Regions from separate parts of the Rattus norvegicus genome. Here region 1 is linked to region 2. The links are chromatin contacts, called in public Hi-C maps. All regions are on one chromosome and are shown on one strand. The core of a region is the stretch at or near the end of the contact, and the rest is flanking DNA. Distances in the headings are between cores, read along the strand shown. Region 1 holds the start of Crtc3 (CREB regulated transcription coactivator 3). Region 2 overlaps Crtc3 (CREB regulated transcription coactivator 3).

The links. Hi-C and Micro-C count contacts between places; a contact is called where the count stands out from the background.
Region 1: a contact with region 2 is called in a Hi-C map of psoas muscle, with 1.9 times the contacts expected there. The contact joins the promoter of Crtc3 here to the enhancer-like site in region 2. A contact is called at or near these places in 6 of 12 Hi-C or Micro-C datasets (hepatocytes, kidney, liver and 2 more).

What each region holds. Positions count from the first base shown.
Region 1 is chr1:144,062,406-144,066,071 of GRCr8, forward strand. It overlaps Crtc3 (CREB regulated transcription coactivator 3), which reads right to left and starts at 1,883. Exons shown (of 15, transcript NM_001427241.1): 1 at 1,576-1,883. The coding sequence starts at 1,707. It also overlaps the pseudogene LOC103691178.
Region 2 is chr1:144,018,092-144,021,445 of GRCr8, forward strand. The region is part of intron 2 of Crtc3 (CREB regulated transcription coactivator 3); the gene reads right to left. It overlaps LOC134483746 (a long non-coding RNA gene), which reads left to right. Exons shown (of 2, transcript XR_010060631.1): 2 at 1-3,354. Among named protein-coding and RNA genes, the nearest start is that of Crtc3, 45 kb to the right of the region's middle. Within about 2 kb of position 1,445, at least 2 of the 93 cell types and tissues checked have an H3K27ac peak or open chromatin away from gene starts, as enhancers often do.

The sequences.
Region 1 (3,666 bases), core at 633-3,132, 45 kb after region 2:
CCTAAGAATAAAAATAATCTGAACATTACTCATGGCCTCGCCACAGGGGATGATTTAGAGGGGGCCTCAGTGACTGGATCAACAACTCCAGCTATACAGACAAGAGTGCCCATGTGTGCGTGCATCATGTATACCTCCTAACATCACAGCACAGGCCTCATACACCTCTTCCGTGTGTTGTGAGCTTGTCAAGCTCAGTCTAATCAAGGTCGCAAAATATAAAAGCCTGTATATGCCAACTGGTAAGCAGGAAGCTGGTCAGGGCATATGGACATTTTTTTTCCCCTTGAAATCTTCAGGCTTCTGTATCTGCAGATATCTGCATTCTGTACCTACCACTTATCCCCCCATATATATGCTTCAGTGCATCGAGAATGAAAGCAGTTCACTCTGTCCTTACTACACCGAAAGATAACATTATATAAATACGATGAATGGCCTCGGTGCAGGGGACTGTAACAGTGAATGGTGTGAACTGTATTTATGGCAAAACAGAGTTCATACTCCACTTGCGGGTGGTGACTGACATTCGAGATCGTTTCCAGCTCTCTTAATTTTTAAAGTAAGTCAATTTGGTTTATGCTATAGATTTATGTTAGTTTAGTTTATATTAAGTTTATGCTCAAAGAAAAAACTCCTGATTTAAACCCTGGCAACAGATTTTGGGTTTTTTTTTGTTTTTGTTTTTTTAAGTCCCAAAACAACACAGTGTTTGGTGGCCAAAATATAGTACGTCTGCACCTCAGGAAGCAGGGAAACAACCAGCTTGCAATCTGCTCTCACCCCCAGAATCTTCACAGCCTCCCCCATCTGACAATGTGCCTTCAAGGCCAGCACTCAGAATCCTCAAGGCTGCCCACACACGTTGACCCTCTGCGGTCTGCACCAGACACTCCTGCGCTCTCCATCCTCTGCGGTCCGCTCCAGTTGTCTAGCCTCCCAGGTGTTTGCCCCGACTCTCTCTTACTCATTCTTCTGAGTCCCTCCGTGGTCACCATCTGCGCTAGACACCCTGTCAGTTCTCACTAAATATCTGATGCTGAACAAATGCACCGGACCACGTAAAGCACCTCCAAGAGGCGAAAGTGGGAAAGCCACCGAATTACATCGTGGTACCAAGGCCCGCTGCCACTCAGGGGCCAGCCGTCGATTCACTTGTGAGTGCACCGAGCCTTCCCCTCGGGGACGATGTGCGACCCTCAAGCCCCCGAGGCCTTCCACGCAGAGAGCCAAGGGCTCGCTAGCGGTGGGTGTCCACTGAGAAGCCGCACCGCCCGAACCAGGCGCGCCTCGGTCCGGCCTCCGAGCTGCAGCTGCGTGCGATTTCCTCTCGGGGTCATCCTCCCGCTTAGGCCGCCCGGCCCCGCTGCCCGCCTCCCCGGACTCGGCCGTTTCCAGCTCACCGCACCGAAGGCCCGTCCACCGAGATCGCAAGCCGCATTTGGTGTCGCCAGGCCGGCAAGAACTGAGGCCGCGGCCCCCGCCCGTCCCCGCTGCCGACGCCTCCTCGGCCGGGCGACCTCTCTCCTGCCGCGCGGACCCACCCGCACCGCCCGCGCCAACCCCGAAGCTCACCCGGGACAGGGTGAGGTCGGTCATGAGCTGCTCGAAGGCCCGCGTCTCCTCGGCCTGCCGCTGCGTGTGCAGCGCGATCTTCTCACTGAACTTCCGCGGGTTGGCGCTGCCCGAGCCGGGCGAGGCGGCCATGGCGCGCGCCCCGCGCTAGCGGGCAAGGCAGACGGCAAGCGTGGGGTTCCAAGGCTCGGCCCACCCGCTCGGTCCGCAGGCCGTCCAAGCCGCCGCCCGAAGCCTGTCCTCCGGCGCGACCCGGCAGAGGAGCCGCCGCGGCCCCAGAGCCAGCAAGCGGCCGGGAGCGCGCCGAGGTCCGCCCCCGCGCGCCGGCCCCGCCCTCGGCGCGGCCCGCCCGGCCTCCGGGCCCCGAAGCCCGGCCTCCCCGCCGCGGAGCCGGGCCTCGGGCGAGCGGACCAAGGGCTGAGCCCGCTGTCCCCAGCCTGCTTCGGGACTTCTCACACCTACATCCCATCAGCAAAGCTAAGCCGCGCCTATGTGTGAAAGCCGCTGAGTACCACTCCCCACATCCCTCAGTGTGGATATGTACGTATGTACATGTGCGTGCAGACACCCACGGAGATCCCACTGGTCTAGGAACTAAACACCAGTCCTCTGCGAGAGCGGTATGTACTCTTAACTGAGCCATCTCTCCAGTCCCTTCAACTGTGTTTTATGTGTTTTAAAACAGCCTCATCAGGTTTCCCCTTTTCAGCCCAGAAGCGCTTCCAACATAATTGTACACCAACATGTCCTGGAGAGTGTTGAGCAGAGGACTGTGTTTTGTAAATTAGGACGCATTAGAGACATGCGGAGAAGTACAGAAAATAACATTAATAACGCCCACACACCTCATGATTAAACCATCAAAACATTTTTGCAGGGCCTGGAGATGGTGTTCAGCTGTAGAGCGCTTGTATGTCAAGCCTTAGGCCCTTGGGTTTGATTCCAGCACTGCAAATAAAATTTAAAAGGCATTTTGGGGCCAGCTAAATGACTCATGTAGAAGCAGATAACTGACTCCTGAAAATTGTCCTTTGACCTCCACACTCGGGCCGTGGCGAGCACATACCTAAATGCACACATACACATACAAAACTTTTTAAAAGTCATTTTGCTTCATATGCTTGGAGTTTATCTTTTTAAAAAGCCCCACCTCATTCTTCTTTGTCTCCATAAAAAGTAACTATGTTTATGGTGATGTCAATCATTACTGTTCTTATTTTTCAAAATTAACACATACTGATTGTGCTGTTCTCTCTTTGATTGTGAATGATTTATTAATCCAGTTACTCTGTGTGAAATAGGAAGTTTTATGTTTAAAATTTATATAGAAATGAGGCTATTATGGCAAATGCCTGTAATCCCAGCAGTTGGGAGTTGGAGGCAGGAGGATCAGTAGTTCAAGGTCCTTCTTGACTACATAATGAGAAGAAAGCCACCCTGAGCTATACAAACGCACAGGCATGCATGTGTGCTGACATCCGCCAAGCTGACTGGTGGCAGCCAGAGAACAGCTGGCAGAAGTGGGTTCTCTGCTTCTACTATTCAGGTTCCCTGCATCTTACTCAGGTTGGTGGCAGGCACCTTTACCGACCGAGGGAACTCACCAGTCTCTAGATTGTTTGGTTATAATTAGGCTTATGTGTCTGCTGTATGTGTTTAGTCTACTCACCATGCTTCTTTTCTTGCTCTGTATTTCTTAATTTGTGTGTGTGTGTGTGTGTGTGTGTGTGTCTATATGTTATTATTTAAATATTTAGTTTACCTGAGGTTATGTGCAGGATCTGTGCATAGGAATCCTAGGTAGCCAGAGGGTGACCTTAGATCCCCTGGAGCTGAAGTTACAGATGGTTGTGAGCTGCCATGTGGGTGCTGGGAACTGAAGCCTGGCCCTTTGCAAGTGCTCCTAACCACTGAGCCATCCCTCCAGCCCATCCATAATTTTTCTTTACATGTTGCTTTCTGCTTTTATGCCATTCTGAGTTCAGTTTCACACAACTGGGCCAGGCTGGGCATGGTGTCATACACCTGAGATCTCAGGACCTGGAAGGTGGAGGAGGGAGGACTTCAAGTGAAAGATCATTCTGGGCCATC
Region 2 (3,354 bases), core at 195-2,694:
GTGAGCACCCTTTACTCCCTTCCCCTTCTTGCTTCCTGACAGACAGCCAGGGTAACAGCCGAAAGAGTCCTTACCTAAGGCCTATGTATGCACAGCAAGTAGGAGCAGATGGCACTTCTACCCCTCTCTTCTAGCATGGATAGTAACATATTACACATTATAGCTTGCCTTTTATGTACCTCCTCAGCTGTGTGTGAATGTGTGAGGAGGCCAGACAGAGGTCCACACTGGCATCTCTGGTCCACTGCTGCTCTTCTGAAAGACTCTCACTGCTCTGGAACTTGCTAAGCAGACCGGCCAGTGACTCCAGCACGCACCAGCATACCTGGCTTTTGTGACTGTTCTGGGGATTGAACCCGGTTCTGCTGGGTTTACTGAATTACTCCAACCTCCTTTTTATTTTTTTAATTTTTTTTTCAATAATATGGATTAAATTCAGGGTTCTGTTCATGCTGGGCCAGTAGCCTACTACTGAGCTAACTCCTTGTCCTTACCACTTGCTTTTTAATTTTATTTTTATTTTTTGACATGTACTACTTTTATGAGAAGGTTGGACGGGGCAGTGTGGAGGGCGGGCACACACACGGCAGCCCCCGTGCAGAGGTCAGAGCACTCCACGAGTGTTCTGGTGACTGAGTTCAATCGTCAGGTCTGGCAGCAATTGCCTTTAACAACCAAGCTACCTTGCCTTAGCCATTCTTGCTCTTCCACTAAATTCCTGGGTTCATTCCGGCTCTTAGCTTCTGCGCTCCTCCTTCTGTCTTCTTTTCTCTTCAGCATTCCTTCTGCTCCAACCTCCAGAGAGCTGGGGTGGTAACACCAGCCCTTTGCTGTCTTTACACATGTCCACACCCTCAGTGGGGTGCTCTCCTCCTCACTGACCATGTTGGCTGATTGCTCCAGGTCCTGCAACAATGACTCCTGACAGCGCCAGGATCTCAGCCCCTTCCTCTTCCTCCTCTATTGGCTCTTCCCATGAGCGCAGCCACGAAGGCGCTCACACGTGAAGCTGGGGGAGGGGCAGGGCAGAAGGATTCACCATTCTCCCTGCTAAGCATTCTTCCAAGCAACTAAGATTCCTGGTATGGAGGTGCTTCAGCTCCCTGCTCAGCTCTCAACTCCCAGCCTCCCTTTTTTACCCCACTGAAATTCCCAGGGCACCACAGCCTTTCCTGATGCTAAATACTAATGGGCTTTTCAGTGCCTATATCACTGACATCTCTAAAGTATCTGACATTGGGATGTTGTGCTTTGAAACCTGTTCCATGATTCTATGACTCCTACTTCCCTGTCTCTGCAGACTTCTGAATACAGAAGCCATCCTTCAAATGCTAAATTCCCCAGGAAGTCACACAATTCTATCAACAGCTCAGATCTCTCCAGAGCTGCAGACTGCTATCAACAGCCTGAGGGCTGGGTGCCTGGCACTTCCCTGGAGGTTTCTGTCCTTTAAATGTCACTGTGCGGCTACCCTCTTGCCCAGCACTGACTTGTCACTTTGCACCCCCTTAGGCAATGGCCCCATGGGGCTGCCTAACCCCCAGTGTTTGGGGTCCCTCTCCATTTGGATCACGAGCAATGCTGCTTACACGACCCTGTGTCTTCCACACCTCCCTGATCTTTAACAACGTTTACCATCCCCATCGTATCTGAAACCGCCTTGAGATTTGTTTTAATAAATAAAAAAAATTATTTTTGATTGTTTTGAGACAAAGTCCCACATGTGTAGCCCAGACTGGCCTGAAACTTACCAGATCCACATGGTATGACTCCATGCTGAGCTATAACTGACTTTTGGTCTCTATTCTTGTCACCTCCTACCTTACTTCCACAGTGCAGTCAGAATAAGCCCCTAAAACATGAGTCTAATGACACTACTTAGCAGTGTAAAAGTTATTAACAACATAATCTTTAAAAATACTGTCTGGGGACTGGGGATTTAGCTCAGTGGTAGAGCGCTTACCTAGGAAGCGCAAGGCCCTGGGTTCGGTCCCCAGCTCCGAAAAAAAGAACCAAAAAAAAAAAAAAAAAAAAAATACTGTCTGGGTGACTTCTCTCTTGCTGCGATAAGACACCAAGACCAAGGCAACTTAAGCAGGCAGAGTTGACTGGAGGCTCTGTTTCAGAGGGCCAGGTTCCCTGCCCATCTTGGCAAGGAGCATGGCAGCAGGCAGACAGGCATGGCACTGGAGCAGGAACTAAGAGTATATTTAGATCCACAAGCAGGAGGCAGAGAGTTAAGTGTAAACTGTATGGGCTCTTGAAACTTCCAAGTCTGCCCCTTTTGGCAAACCTCCTTAAACAAAACCATAGCATCTAATCCTACTCTCTAACAGTTCCACTAACTGGGACCAAGGATTCAAATATGTCAGCCCATGGGGGCCATTCTCATCCAAACCTCTGACACTCCAAATAAGCCTAAAGCGAAAATAAGATAAACTTGAAAACCACCGTGGAAATAAATGTTCAATAGCTGGGGGGTGGGAGGAGGGAATTGAAAAGCCACATGAAAGTAAACCAATATTTACAAATGTAATATAAACCTACAGTAATTAGTCAAAACAGTGTGGCAGGGGACAGGGGTAGACACATCAGTAAAGAGGAAGCCAGCAGGTGGCAATGCCTGCAACTCAAGCACTGGACCAACTGTGCTACATCCCCAGCCCCACAACTTTTTTTAAATTTGCATGAAAAAAATCCTATCATATAATCTAATAAATAGCAAACTGTGAAAATACTTGCAACTCAAATCACAGAAAAATGGCCACATCTTTTAAAAATATAACACCCAACCACCAAAATTAAGGGTAGAAGACAATGTCATGAGGATAAGGATAACATAAAGCCACAGGGGAGATGCACATTCCATTTATAAGAAAAAGCAAATCAAAGCTACACAGAGGACTGGGAGAGCCTGCTCAGTGGGTAAAGCACAAGGAATTACATCCCCAGCTCTGACGCACAATGCTGCCATGGAGGTAAGCACCTGGAGCCCCAACTCTAGGGAGGAAGCAACAGGTTGATGGCCAGACAGACTAGCCCCAGGAGGGGGGGGGCTCAAAAACAAACAGGCAAACAAAACCAAAGGAGCTGGGAAGGTGGCTCAGTGGGCTAGCTGGCCTGGCATATGCAGCTGCAAGTAACTAATAGACCCTGCCTCAAACAAGGTAAGGACCCACTTCCCAGGTTATCTCTGATCTCAGACCGGTTACAGAGTACACGCCAGGGTACCTGTACTCACATGCTTGAACACATATGCACTTACACAGTACACACATACAAGTGCATGCTTAAAAAAAGATTTCTTTTAAAAAAGCTAGGTTGATGGCTCCTGAGAAACCACACTGAAGGTTG